3 separate regions of the Mus musculus genome follow, and regions 2 and 3 are each linked to region 1. Evidence: chromatin contacts called from public Hi-C and HiCAR-type data. All regions are on one chromosome and are shown on one strand. Each heading gives the region's core, a stretch centred on a gene start, on an enhancer-like site or on the middle of the called end of the contact. The rest is flanking DNA. Distances are from core to core; before and after follow the strand shown.

Region 1 (4,351 bases), core at 1,315-3,814:
TGTCCCTTTCAAGAGCCAGAGGTGGAGAGATGTGCCACAAGAAGCTGTCTCCCAGACATGCTATAGCCTTTGTACTAATGAGATCACTGCCGCTATAGCTGTCTGCATAAGACTTGTACAAACCTGGACAGTTTAACATTTCATCATCGATGGGGGAGGAACCACAAGGCCCTGCCCCTCCCTGAGAGACTATTGGCAACTAATGGTTATTGGAGGAGAGATGTCGTTTTCTTCAGTAGTGTAACCTGTGACAAGTTTCCCTCACTCGAGTAAATCACCTCCCACCCCTTTTTGGGAAAGAAACTCTAATTGACCTCAGTGGGCCACGAGACACGAAAGGAGACACGAATAAGGCAAAGTGGAGATTTGTGGAGAAGAAAGATTCCAGTAGGGGGTGAGACGAGCATGGGGGAAACTGTCTGAAATTCATTGTACAAATGTATGAAACTATCAAACAAATTATAAAGCGAGTGACCCTGTCACAAGGGCACCAAGGCAGAAAGTAAACTCTCCTTCCTTTCAGGATTCCATATATCTTTTCCACACTGAGGTTCCCAACCCAATGGTCATGTTGGGGGAGTCATCTGTTATGTGTGTGGACTCTGAAACACATACTGATCTTCCATGCATCAGATAGCTACTGAGATAGCTGTACAGTAATGTATACCACTGTGGATACGAACTTCCATTTCAGACCTGGAGAACCAGATGAACTAGTTCAAAGTGAGACATCCCAACCAATCCCAGTGGCCCCTTTGGTGAGCAAGCAAGGACTTGTGGCTCACCACGAGGTCAGATCCCTTCTCTCAAACCTCCTAAGAAGGGCTATGCACATAATAACCAAGACCCTTTGGCTTTGCCTTTCTTCACATTCATGTTTTCTTTTAAAGGAAACCTTATACATATAGAAGAAACAGCAATGGCATTAGAGGTCATCTCCACAGAATGCAGGGGGCCAGGTGTCTTCAGTTCTAGGCAAGAAGAAACCTTGAGGTTCCAGGAAGTCTTGTCTGTCTAAAACAGAACACTGCCAGTAGAGGTCATATCTAAAAGCAAAGATGGCAAATGTGGTCTGTCCTGCCCACCACCAATATCTATGTGTAGGGATGGCTTGGTTCTTCTTAAAAAAAATGTAAATATTAACAACAAAAAGTCTTTGGTGTAACAAAAGTGTCTGCTGGGACATTATTATGTTAGTCCATTTCTGAGGGATAATTGTGTTTGTAACCCTGAGGGGTTTGCCTGAGGCCCCCAGTCAAAGAACACTTGACTGGTTGGTGAATCCCCCTGTGTTCTACATTCTTTTGCATGCCCAGCATCAATCCGAGCATACTGCTTACCTGTGGGAAGTGGGACAAGGGGAACAAACCTGCTGCTGAGTGATTGTTTCTGTGCTACACCTAACAATGCTCTTTGTTTCTATCCACAAAGCAGTAGCAAGCTGGCTTGGTAGCTTGTACACAGAGTAAAGTCAAATATCGACCAGTCTTTAATCTTACTGTAGAAACCAATTTGAATTTATTTTGTATTTCGTTCCCCAGACTACAGAGAGAGGCAATATGGATGATGTTTGTGTAGTATATCTCTATTTCCAGTTCTACAGAGAGCCTGTGCTGGACAAACTGGTGGATGTCCCTCAGTAAAAAGACGGGGAAACCAGCGGTATCTAAGCCTAAAGCTCTTCAAACATGCAGTTTGAAGGATGAACTGGCCTTTTGCAATGAAATATCCTTTTGGTTAAAATAGCAGCCATCAAATCCATAACAATGTATTGAGTACCTGCAGAACAGGCCTCTTTATGATTGGTTTCTAAAGTTATCGCATTTAAATGGTTGGCCCTCCATGTTCCAAGTCTCAAAGTACTTGCACATATATCCGTTGCTCAACAAAACTCGGTCATCTAAGACCATGTTGTCACCCCTATGTCTGGCCATCAGTGAACACAAGTAACAGCTGTGCTTTATTGAAGATTGTTCCAGACCCTCTTGCAGGCTCCTTATGCAAGCAAACTTGTTCACTACCATAGCAGCTTTGTACATAGGTAATACAATTGTCCTCATTTTATGGCTGATTAAAGTGAAGCACAAAGAGGTAAATATGCTCCCAATCTCCCTGCTCCTGTTTGGCAATGTTGGAGTAAGAAAGAGCAGTCAAACTCCAGATCACAGCACATACTACTAGAATGTACCATCTCAAAGAGGAAAATGAATCGAAGGAGAGAAAGCCATTGTGTAGAAACTGTCGGGGTAGCCAGGGGCAGAGCTGAGATCCATGCCTAGCTAGCTTATGAACGTTACTGGGACTCCAGGACAAAACCTACATCCAATAATCACAGTGTGCCCAAAGATGCACCGTGAGATGTTCCTGTGGTCTGAAGAGCTATGTAACTCTTCCATCTTGGGTTTCTGGTAACTCTCGACAATGTCCCCTGCCCAGTAGCCAATACTAATGTCACTTTCCAGTAGCCCACAATTTCCAATGAACTAGTTGTAGAGAGCTGGTTCTTACAGCCTAAGAGGTCTCCACTAGTGCCCTCAGCCTTAAGACGTGATTCAGAGACAGAGGTTCTGAAGCAAAGGGCAGACTGCTGGGTTCTAGTCCTAGCACTGTGTGACTCAGAGTCAGTCACTTCCTTTCTAGGAACATTTTCATCAGAGGGACGATGGGAACCAGAAGCCTCTGAAATCCCCATCTCCTCACTGTGTCCCCCTAGCACACATCTGTGACTGTTTTGGAGACCCCTTCTATATCCCTGAGTGCCTACCCTGAGCCTCTCCTGGGCTTCCCAATAAGTCATACACCAGGACCTTTTTGCCCTGTGTTTTATCCTCTCAAGACCCTGTGCTGATCTGTGACTAAGAATGCTTATCTCTTTATCACAGAAGCTAAATGGTTGTCGTTTCTTAATAATTCCCTTCTCCCAGGGGAACTCATGCCTCAGCCCTTTTCTTTTCTCTTCTTTTCTCTTCTCTTCTTTTCTTTTCTTTTTCTTTCTTGTCTTGTCTTGTCTTTTTTTTTCAAAGTAGAATTTTTATTAATTCTCTGGAAGTTTCACACCATGCTCCCCAATCATATTCACTCCCCAGCCCTGTGTTTGCCTTCCCAGTTGTGACCTCTCCCCTAAAAATATTTTAAAGATAAAAAAAGAGTAAAACATCTAATGTGTGCTATCTGCATGTACTCACTGGAGCTTGGCCAAACTCTCCCTAACCTGCCCTTAAACAGAACTGAGTCCTTCCCCTGCCGCACTTCCACCAGAAGCCATCAATCGTGGAGAGCTACATCAGCATCCTTATCATACTCTTGAGGTGTTCTCTTCAGTGGCTTCTAGTCTAGGCTGTTACTTTTGGGGAGAGAGGGGGTTGTGAGGGATAAGGGGTGTCACTGAAGTTTTCCACACTCCTCCCCCTCAACTATGTGTCTGCAGTTATTGATACGACAACCAAAGTAATCTCCTTGATCTTTGCCGTCAGTGCAAGCACAGACCATGTGCCTTCACACTGTTTCTGGAGACCATACTGACTACGAGCATGGTCCCCTCCTGCAGTAGGGGCCCAGACAAGTAGAACAAGGCCCTTGAAGGCAGCCCAGACCATCGACATCAACACAGCCTCTGGTGGCAGTGCAGGCCACAGATGGGCACATGGCAGAAGAGTGTGCCTGCCAGTGGATGTGTTGATGTCTGTGGCACGTGCTACCACCAAGGGTCATGCAGATGCCCATGGTCTGTGCTGTAGTCTAAGGCCATGCTGACATCCGTGGGTTGTGCTGTCCCTGGAGCCATACAGATATGAGTGGCCTGGACTGTCACCCAAGGCCATGCTGATGTTTGGGTCCATGCTGCCACCAAGGGCCATGCCTAGGTCCAAGGCCCTGCTGCAGTCAGGGTTGGTGTTGATGTTCGAGGCCCAAGTTACCATCAAAGGCCTTGTGGATTCATGGGCTGTGCTGCTACCTAAAGCCCTGTTGCTGCCCATGGGCTGTGCTGCTGCTGGGGCCCATGTCTCAACTCTCTTAAGTCACATCTATCAGAAGCTAATGCTCACCCCTGTCCTTTTAGAAACAAAAGCCGAGCTGGAGAAAAACAACCTTGCAAGTGTTGGTCTTTTGTTCCATGGTTATACAGAAGCCTGAATTTGCTAGCATTGTATTTATTGTTAAGTCATCAAACATGTATTTGTTAAACATTTACTACATGTACCCAAACCCTCCAATCCATCTCCACACACAGAAGGGTGACAAACCACACCGGGACATCCAAGAAGCCTCTCCAGTGGTCGGACCTGAGACTTTCATCCCAAGAGACTTGGTGGCTCTTCCTCGAAGCTCTGGGCCGGTGACAAAGATAGGC
Region 2 (4,351 bases), core at 1,066-3,565, 350 kb after region 1:
GTTGGGCCATCAACTTTTACAGAATGTTCTAGAGTACGTCCCTCTGGGGAGGGCAAAGTGTAAACAGACAGACGTTGCCTGGGCATCTGCTGTGCAGGAGCTGAGGCTCTGCCCTACGTGCTGGCAGGTCTGACAATGGAGATGCCAGTGTCTACTCAGTAGTAGCCCTGGCTGCTGTCTCAGTGCCTGTTTGTTTCCAGGTAGCAAATTACAGTTCTTGAGAAATGTAACTAAGTAAAATGCAAACAGATTCATTCCATTCTATTGTCCTTGAGGTTTTGTAAGTCGTTACCAAGCCCTTGCCCTGGGAAATCCCGCAGACCTGCACTGCACCTTGTTCTAAAGGCCATCAACAGTCGTCAGTAGTAGACAAACTTACTATTGAGGACATTCTCCAATTTCTGTGTCATGGATCCTTCTACTTTTTCAGTTCCATCTGCTTCTAGTTTTTGATGGATAGCTAGGAAAAAGCAAACAAACCTAGTTTCAACGTGGGCCACTTTAATGGACAGAAAGATAAAAAAGCCTTTTTAAAGCCATTGAAAAACAATTTTAGAAATTGTCCTATTATTTTCACCATTCAAGAGGAACATATATATACAACATTCTGGGAAAACACAGATGATACTATTTACATTGTTCACACCTTAACATTATTCAAGTAGTATACAACAGACACACTCATCTGGTCTTCAATATAGACTTGAAAAGGAAAAGCGAAAGCGGAGCTTCAGGCTTTGTGGGTCTTTAGCACAATCTTCATGTGGCCATAGGAAATCATTCTTCTACCTCAGCAAGATAGAAAGTACTACTATTTGGGTTCTACCAACCTCAAAAAATTTAATTTCAGACCTGGACTATCACATGGGGAATACATATTAGTTCTCTTATATTCACAATAATTTCCTAGAGGTTCCATGGAAACATTTCAGAACGCATATCAATGTACCAACACTGTGCAGAGAAAGTGTGTGTGTGTGTGTGTGTGTGTGTGTGTGTGTGTGTGTGTGTGTAGGCAGGGGTGGGGTGGGTAGGTGTTTACATTCCTTGACTCAATAATAAAGAATACTGGAGAATGAAGAGGGAAAGTTTAAAACAGCTCTCAGGCTTATTTTGGTAAGGAATTAAGACTATGATTTCAAATTTTAAAGCTGTGACAAAATGAAGCCAGCAGAGCAAACCCTAATTGAATTGTGACTGTGCATGAAGACTGCACTTCTGAGGTGCGTGTGTCACCCACTGACAGTGATGTGCATCCCAGTATTTATATCTGACCGATGAGAAAGAAGACCGTGGTAACACCCAAATAAACATGTCTCAGAAGGTCACCAAGCCAAATTTGGAATGTGAGCTCGGGCAGTCAGGTTCCAGTCTTTAAGGCCTCAGTCCATGCTGCCCACGCAGCACAGATCAGTAACTAACTGGCACTACCTAGGCTTCTGTTTGCATGTCTGTAAAATGAGAGCTGTAAACTTACTGTGCCTTTAGGGAACTGTATTCACTTGTAAAAAAAGAAGTTTCTCCTCACAACAGTGGCAGAAGCAGCCTGGGTTTCTACTTTTTCACACAATTTGCTCAAGTGAAAACCCAAATGCAAGATGTTCCACTTTGTGGTCTTTCAGTGAACCAAACAGCACTTGTGAATATTAATTAGGCACTCACTGACATTCACATGGTGAATCTGTTATAGCTTCCCCTTGGTTACCTAGACAGGTGCCAGTTTATGCTTCAGAAACAAACAAGCCTACTTCATGTAAATGTGGATGTGTCTATTTCTTTTACAAGACTTATATAACTCAATTTGATGCACTGTTTTTTTTAACTCAGTAAGTTTTTAAAATTTAAATTCAGTGTTCAAATACTTTTGAATATGTTCTCAAGTCCAGAGAATGTTTATTTTTCTGTTATTATAATTAGCCTTTAATCCTAATTTTGTTCTTTATAATACATTTTCCTGTAATGTTACCTCAATTTTGTTTTACATACTAAAACACACAAACTGTTCCTGTACTGAATTGAATCAACACATTCATAAAAGAAAAAACAAACGCACGGGGGAGGAACAGTCACTACTTTTTAAAAATTGTCTTTGTTGATTCAGAGTAAAGAAACTGTGAATCTTTACTGGCTCAAACTTAAATTACACAGTAGAAATGACCCAACATATTCCCACACATCAAAGCTTAAACTTGCATTCAACTTGTAAAGTTAAACGGAAGAGAATGTTCCTGCGTCTAAGCATTAAAAGCTACACTAGGCAGACTGCTCTAGGGAAGCAAGTCTGCCCACAGCACATGTAGCACTGCTGAAACGATGCTCTGACAAGCTTGGTTGCAAACGCAGGGCTGGCCCTGTGCAGCTCACTGTCCTGAGCTCCTGAGCGGGCAGGCAGCACATGCTCCACAGCCTCACTGCAAATGTTATTCTCTAAGTGAGAACCAACAATACAGGAAACTGTGTGGCCACATTTTCTGATGCTGACATAAGCCATCACTGATCAGCAGGTCAAGACGGGGTGACCTGGTTCTCTGAGCTCAGTTTACAGCCCTTTCTGCTGACAGAGCAACTTCCTCCAACCCATCTCTACCACAGCAGAGCCACTGTCAAGCTGTCAGCCAAGCATGAGGTCTAAGAGACACTGGGATCTGATAAAAGCAATCCTATTTTCCAGAAAATTAAACCAAATAACCCAATGTCTGGTTCATTTGGCCTTTTATTTTCTCTGAAAACATTTTTAAATAGAATAACTCAATAAGCAACTGGGTACATGATCACAGGTTTGTTATTGTTTCTAATCTATTAAAAACTTAAATATGTGTGCTAGTTGAACATCATAAGCTTAAAGTTAGGAAACAAAAAGGTATTATAAGAGCACTAGTTAAAGAAAAATTGAAGTTCTAGGAAAGGGTCTGCTATTTCTTTTGAACTACATCATTGCCTCACTGTCTGTAAAACACACACACTGAGCAAAATATGAAACTGCAACTTCAGTCAAAAAACTCAAAATGCCTAAGCATGCCCTTACATAGATGTCACTGTTAAATAAGGCACAGAGAGAGAGAGAGAGAGAGAGAAAGAGAGAGAGAGAGAGAGAGAGAGAATATCTATAAAAATGCATTGCTATGCAAGGTCATACTATATGCTCTAACCACTGTGCTTGCCTGCTAGCCTGTATGAGTCAGAACATTAAAGCCAGAGCAGAGACTATTTCCATAAACAACCACAGAGTAAAAATGTTACAGCCTCTATTCTGCAGTCATTATCTTCATCATTTGTTTTTTTCTTACAGCTACCCTTAAAAGCATGGCCAAGGTTAGTTCTAGGTCTATATAGATAGGCTGTAGCTTAGTCATGTTAATGTCCCAGACTCTGAAGGTTATACTTAATAAACGAGACATGGATGAGATGAAATATGTATTTTGCTAATTCAAATTCATTAAAATGCCCATTAAGCAACTGGTTTCTATTAACTATCATAGAAAACGTCAGTCAGTGCTGACTGTCCTCAAGGACACTGCATTACATGTGGTGGTACTGGAAGGTGGGTCATTTGGGCATGCCCTTAAAGGGAAAACTACTGCTTTGGGCCCTGCCTCTGGTTCCTTTTTGCTTTCTGTTGAGTGTGTTCTGCCATATACTCCACCACGGCAAGATGCCTCATTAGAGAACCAAAGCAACAACCACCCCCAAACCTAGGCAACGTAGAACAAAATCCCTGAAACCAAGAGCCAAAATAAACCTTTTTTCTTGTAAGTCAATTATCACAAATATTTATAGTAACAGAAGGTAACAGAAAGCTAACAGTGCTTAAATCATGTCACATTTAAATTGGGCAAGTAACCTATCATTCCTTTCCTTCCCTAATTATACTGTAAATAAGAACTAATAAAACCAATCTCAGCTGCCACACAAAGCCAACAGGTAGGAATGACTCACTCAGGGAACTGCGTCCTAGCACTCTGCCTACACTACATCATACATCAACAGGACATGCCAGACCGAAAATTCCAAAACCCCAGCTCAGCTTCAGGATTCCTGGAGCAGCTACAACATGCAAACTGGTACTGAGTGGCTTGTGTATGAATTCTGCTTTGGTCTCTTTATGTACTGCCAAGAACATTCATTCAGTCTGGCCACAGCAAAACAGTCACAATTTGGGGGTTGCCACCAAAAACAAGTGACCACTGAGATGTAAATGCATGGGCTCCAAGGGCATTCGGGGACCGGTAAAGGAACAGAGGAGTGGAACCAAAGGTGCTACTGAGCTCAGAAGGGCCTCTTACATCTGCTGCGTAATTTATGTGGCAGAAACATTTCTCGAGCTAAAGACTTGCTAGGGGCTTGCCTGAAC
Region 3 (4,351 bases), core at 1,133-3,632, 320 kb after region 1:
ATAAGAATAAATACCACAAGAGTCACTGGGTCACAAAGTGCAGCTATAGGTAATGCTGAGAAGGACATCGCTACATACATGCAAAGGTTCCTGTCCACTTTCAGAGAACCATGAAAGCAGCAGCTTTTTAAAATCTTACCAACAGACAAGCCCCAAACCCAAGACCACACAGAACAAACCCTGGGGCTTTGTGGGACTGAAGTATCACTGCCTTTTACAACTGCCACCGTACGAACCAGAGTGAAGACTTCATGTGCATGGAAACTTCCTTTTGCCAGCTTAGGGCCTCTGCATGGTAGGGCACATCAGCATTTCTATACTGTGGGGGAAAGTTTTAAACTCATTCTCTTAAGTAAAAGGTATGGTCCTGTGGAGAATTGCAGGCTGGTCTCCAGTCGAGCTGAGGTCTGAACCCCGATGGTCATAATTCACCTACATGACAAGGTAGGCGTTCCCTCATGTTCCTGGATCTCTGGCCCCTGCCTAAGGTACCACCTCCCACAGCCCCCACAAGAGAAGCATGGCCAGTAGTAGCTTCTGACCTTCAGGTTAAACTCCTCCCCAGTTACCTAGCAACAGTGAAGACCATAAAAAGGGGTGCTTAGCCCACACCTCGCTCTCTTATTCCTTTGTCCTTTCACCCTTCTTTTCTCTCACTTCTCTCTCTTCTTCCCTCTTTGTCTTCTTCTTCCCCCCCCCCTCTCTCTCCGTCCTTTCTACCTTCTCTCTTTCCCCTGCATTTCTATAATAAAGCTCTAAAACCATAGAGTCTCTGCTCTGCACCTTCAAGTTCCGCTGTGCACTCTGGTCAGTGTTGGGAACTTCTTCCCTCTTCCCTCTCTCCCACAACCCTGGTTTAGCAAAGTAGCTCCAGGGGTGGGGGTCAGGCAGGGCTGCCCCTTGACCACCCCCTGAAGAGTGGGATAGAGGAATGCCCACCCAGGGATGAGTGGATAGGGTAGAAAGAAGCTTTCCCACATCTGACTGACCAGAGGATAGGGAAACAGGTGGGGCGTGGGCATCTTTTTCCTTTTGTTCTGCCCCAGGGCCCCAGCCCCCCTTTTTAAATTTTGTTCCCAATATGGTCCTTTATATCTAAGGGTGTTGTAAACTTTTATTTGTTCCCTGGTGAAGATTGTCTGTGTGCTTATCAATCACCTCTGACCTTATCTATGTGGACTGCTGACTAACTGAGCAAGCTCTGCCTTCAGTTTCTAGAACAGACAAATTCAACATAAGGTAAGTCTACCAAGAAGCATTTCATTGGACAACAGGGCTATTTTCCCTAAAAGTAACTGATTACCTCTAACTACTTTGTGCTAATGGCAAACACCATGCTGCCTGGAACACACATGCCCCAGCCAGCCTTATGCTAATGGAAAGGAGACAAGGGCATTGGATCCCCTAGAAGTGGAGTTCCATACATATGTGAACCTGGGCTCTGGGAACCACACACATGCCTTCTGCAAGAGCACCAAGGGCTGTTAACTATTGTGCACTCTCTCCAGCTCCCAAGTTAAGCTCTTTACACTAAAGCACTAGAAGAGTTGCCTGACTGTAGCAGTCACAAGGCACTGTCTCAAGAGGAGTATTTCAAAGTACCATTACTCCATCCCTCAGCTCTCTGACCACTGCTGCCACTATGCAAGGCTACTGTGGAACACTTGTTCGGAGCACTGCCACTACTCTGCATGGCTACTGTGGAACACTCACCCGGGAGCACTGCCACTACTCTGTACTGCTACTACTCTTCATTGCTACTGTGGAACACTCACCAGGAGCACTGCCATTGCTCTGCATGGCTACTGTGGAACACTCACTGGAGCACTGCCACTACTCTGCACTGCTACTGTGGAACACTCACTGGAGCACTGCCACTGCTCTGCATGGCTACTGTGGAACACTCACCCGGAGCACCTGCCTTCCTTGCTGGGAAATCCAGGAAAGCAGCATGGACAGAAGCACACCCCTGTGAAGCTGACAGAGCTCTGAACATCTCACTGTGCACTCTACCCATGCATATAGGAATCTCTCTGATTCACACACTCACCACACACTAGTCTCAAAGCAGCTGATCATGACTTCTTGCTGACTAAAAAACAAAACATTATTTGAAAAACCACAACAGGAGCAAAAGGTAAATTTAGGTCCTTTCTTAAATCCAATAAGTATTAAAGCTGAAACCATTTTATGAGAAAACTACTGAAAAGTTATTTTTTAAAAAATAGCAAACTGACTCCAAAAGCTGAGTTCAGCAGATATTTTAGGGCAGATTGGTGGGTAACTAGGACAATAACTTTGTCCTGGTTCACAGCAATGGAGAAGACTGACATGGCTCTGGGCAGTGCTGTCAGACAGACACTGTAGTGCTAGATGTGCCACAAGTACTTACTGTTGCTCAGTCATCCAGGCCCTCAGTACTTAACACACTGTTGCTTGGTCATCCAGGCCTGTGCAAAGTGGTGTGGTTCCAGGGCTTACTCCACGAAGCATGGGGGAACATGAGAGCATCGTATTCTCTTTCATCTTTTTACTACCTGTCAATTTCCTAGAGTATGAAACGGAGCCTTTTCACTAAATCCCTTCAAAGTATATAAGTCTGAGGAAACACATGGAAGTAGGGGTGATAACTTACTGTCATCTCGGCCAGACTGAAAGCTGCTCCCCCTCTTCAGTGACGCTGTCTGACTGAGGTGGCCCAACACCGAGGGGCGCACATCGTTGTCTAGGTCGAGCATGGGGCTGTGCGGGCCTGGGTGACCTGGAGGAGAGATGGTATTCTGTGTGGTTTAATCCAGACTAGTGCTTCTTTACAGCTCTTCCTTGCTCAACCATTTCACTCTTTTAAGTAAAGAACGAAAGTAAAAATTTCCACAAATAGCTTTTGTTCTTCTATTTCTTGTGGTGCTGAGGATTAAGTCCAGGCACGCATGTAAAAGTTCTGCCACCAAGCTACTTGTAGCCCTAAATAGGTTTATAAAGTCAGTTTCATTATATTACATGTGGATAACTCGACCTACCATTCTGGCTTAATACCAAGTTCTAAGAGACAGCATGGTGGAATTAATGTGTAGTTTGAGAAAGCATGCAGCAAAATCAGGCATGGCGACACTGCAAAAGCAGACATTAAGAACTCAATGGCTACAAAACAAGAGCCATGCTTAGCTAGAAACGCACAGTCTTCCAGGCCGTGCTTCTCGTCCCTCTGCACACATAAAGGCCACAGCTCACACATGCTCACTCCTCTTCATCCATGTAAACTTCTAGCTCTAAAGATGCAACCACCACAGCTACTGCCTGGCCAGTGCTGCCCTAACTCAAACTGCTTTCCTCCTGCGCTGCCTCCACCATCCCTGGGGATGTGCTTCATGCTGCCAACTTCACGTTGTCTGTCAACGTCTTGTGCTGCTCACCTCCAAGGCAGCTCCCTGTCTCCTCGGGGAAAAGAACTGAGTGCTTCCTCTCTTCCCCACGTCCGGGCCTTCCACAGGCTACTCCCTCAAGATATGAGTGACTGATTTCAAGTTAGTTACTAAAAAACTGTTTATAATTCAATTTTAAAAGCATATGGATATTTTCAAGTTCTAAGGAAAAGTGCCATTTATAAATTAAAATAATAATTTGATGAGAATAAGGTGATATTTCTATGGCAACACAGATGACAGCTATTCAATACCATCTAACCAGCATTCACTGAGCAATCGTATGTGCATTGTTCTGGAGGACTTTAGATTCTGGCTGACTTGGGGCAGAAAATAAGTCAATAAACAGTTCAATATAACTGAAGTTGCTACTCAGAGAATACAGTGAGAAGGAACAGGACCTTTTTTCATGAGTTCCTGTCACTGTGCATCACCAAACATGATCTAGTACTGGCTACATTCTACAGTGGGTTTTACAGAATGAAAGTTTTGTCACTTGGATAGCTTGCTTTCCCTCCCTCAGTGGAGTACAATTATTTGTGGACCCTGTTCTGATGACTATGCTAACTGCTGCTAAACTATCCCACTTTAAAACATATTACACATAAGCCTTCTACAATCCAGAAGGTAAAGTCAATGAGTGGTACAGGACGCAAAGCTGAAGACTGCAAACAGTAAGTCCGAGAGTTGACACTAATGGACCCGCAAGTCCCCTCCACACTGAGAGGGGTTATGTTGGCTGGGTGAGGTGGGAAGGCACATGCTAACGTAGGCAGTACTGTTCTCTGATACTGGGTCCTAGCTTGCACAGAAAGGAGCATGCTAGCCAAACACAAGGCCTCCTTGCTCTCCACATCCTGACTGTGGGTGGAAACTGCTGCCTGGACTTTACCACCATGACTAACTTTAAATCCAACTGAGCAGGCGTA

The links. Hi-C and Micro-C count contacts between places; a contact is called where the count stands out from the background. HiCAR-type assays count read pairs that join an accessible place to other places.
Region 2: a contact with region 1 is called in a HiCAR-type map of Th17 cells, with 4 times the contacts expected there. The contact joins two enhancer-like sites. A contact is called at or near these places in 1 of 15 datasets of contacts at CTCF or cohesin (pro-B cells), 3 of 484 Hi-C or Micro-C datasets (B cells, bone marrow-derived macrophages and nephron progenitors), 1 of 115 datasets of contacts at active chromatin or transcription factors (Th17 cells) and 1 of 9 other capture datasets (adipose tissue).
Region 3: a Hi-C map of Th17 cells shows a contact between it and region 1, with 10 times the contacts expected there. The contact joins two enhancer-like sites. A contact is called at or near these places in 1 of 39 promoter capture datasets (hippocampal neurons), 4 of 15 datasets of contacts at CTCF or cohesin (CD8 T cells, the NIH/3T3 cell line, large pre-B cells and 1 more), 103 of 484 Hi-C or Micro-C datasets (3T3-L1-derived adipocytes, the 63-12 cell line, B cells and 64 more), 8 of 115 datasets of contacts at active chromatin or transcription factors (the 230-238 cell line, CD8 T cells, T-cell acute lymphoblastic leukemia and 5 more) and 1 of 9 other capture datasets (liver).

What each region holds. Positions count from the first base shown.
Region 1 is chr13:30,562,562-30,566,912 of GRCm38.p6, forward strand. No RefSeq gene overlaps it. Among named protein-coding and RNA genes, the nearest start is that of Uqcrfs1, 19 kb to the left of the region's middle. Within about 2 kb of position 2,565, at least 14 of the 459 cell types and tissues checked have an H3K27ac peak or open chromatin away from gene starts, as enhancers often do. A contact at or near this core is called in Th17 cells, where this site is marked.
Region 2 is chr13:30,910,791-30,915,141 of GRCm38.p6, forward strand. It overlaps Exoc2 (exocyst complex component 2), which reads right to left. Exons shown (of 28, transcript NM_025588.2): 7 at 380-460. Among named protein-coding and RNA genes, the nearest start is that of Hus1b, 35 kb to the right of the region's middle. Within about 2 kb of position 2,316, at least 66 of the 459 cell types and tissues checked have an H3K27ac peak or open chromatin away from gene starts, as enhancers often do. A contact at or near this core is called in Th17 cells, where this site is marked.
Region 3 is chr13:30,883,554-30,887,904 of GRCm38.p6, forward strand. Exoc2 (exocyst complex component 2) reads right to left here. Exons shown (of 28, transcript NM_025588.2): 12 at 2,636-2,761. Among named protein-coding and RNA genes, the nearest start is that of Hus1b, 62 kb to the right of the region's middle. Within about 2 kb of position 2,383, at least 2 of the 459 cell types and tissues checked have an H3K27ac peak or open chromatin away from gene starts, as enhancers often do. A contact at or near this core is called in Th17 cells, where this site is marked.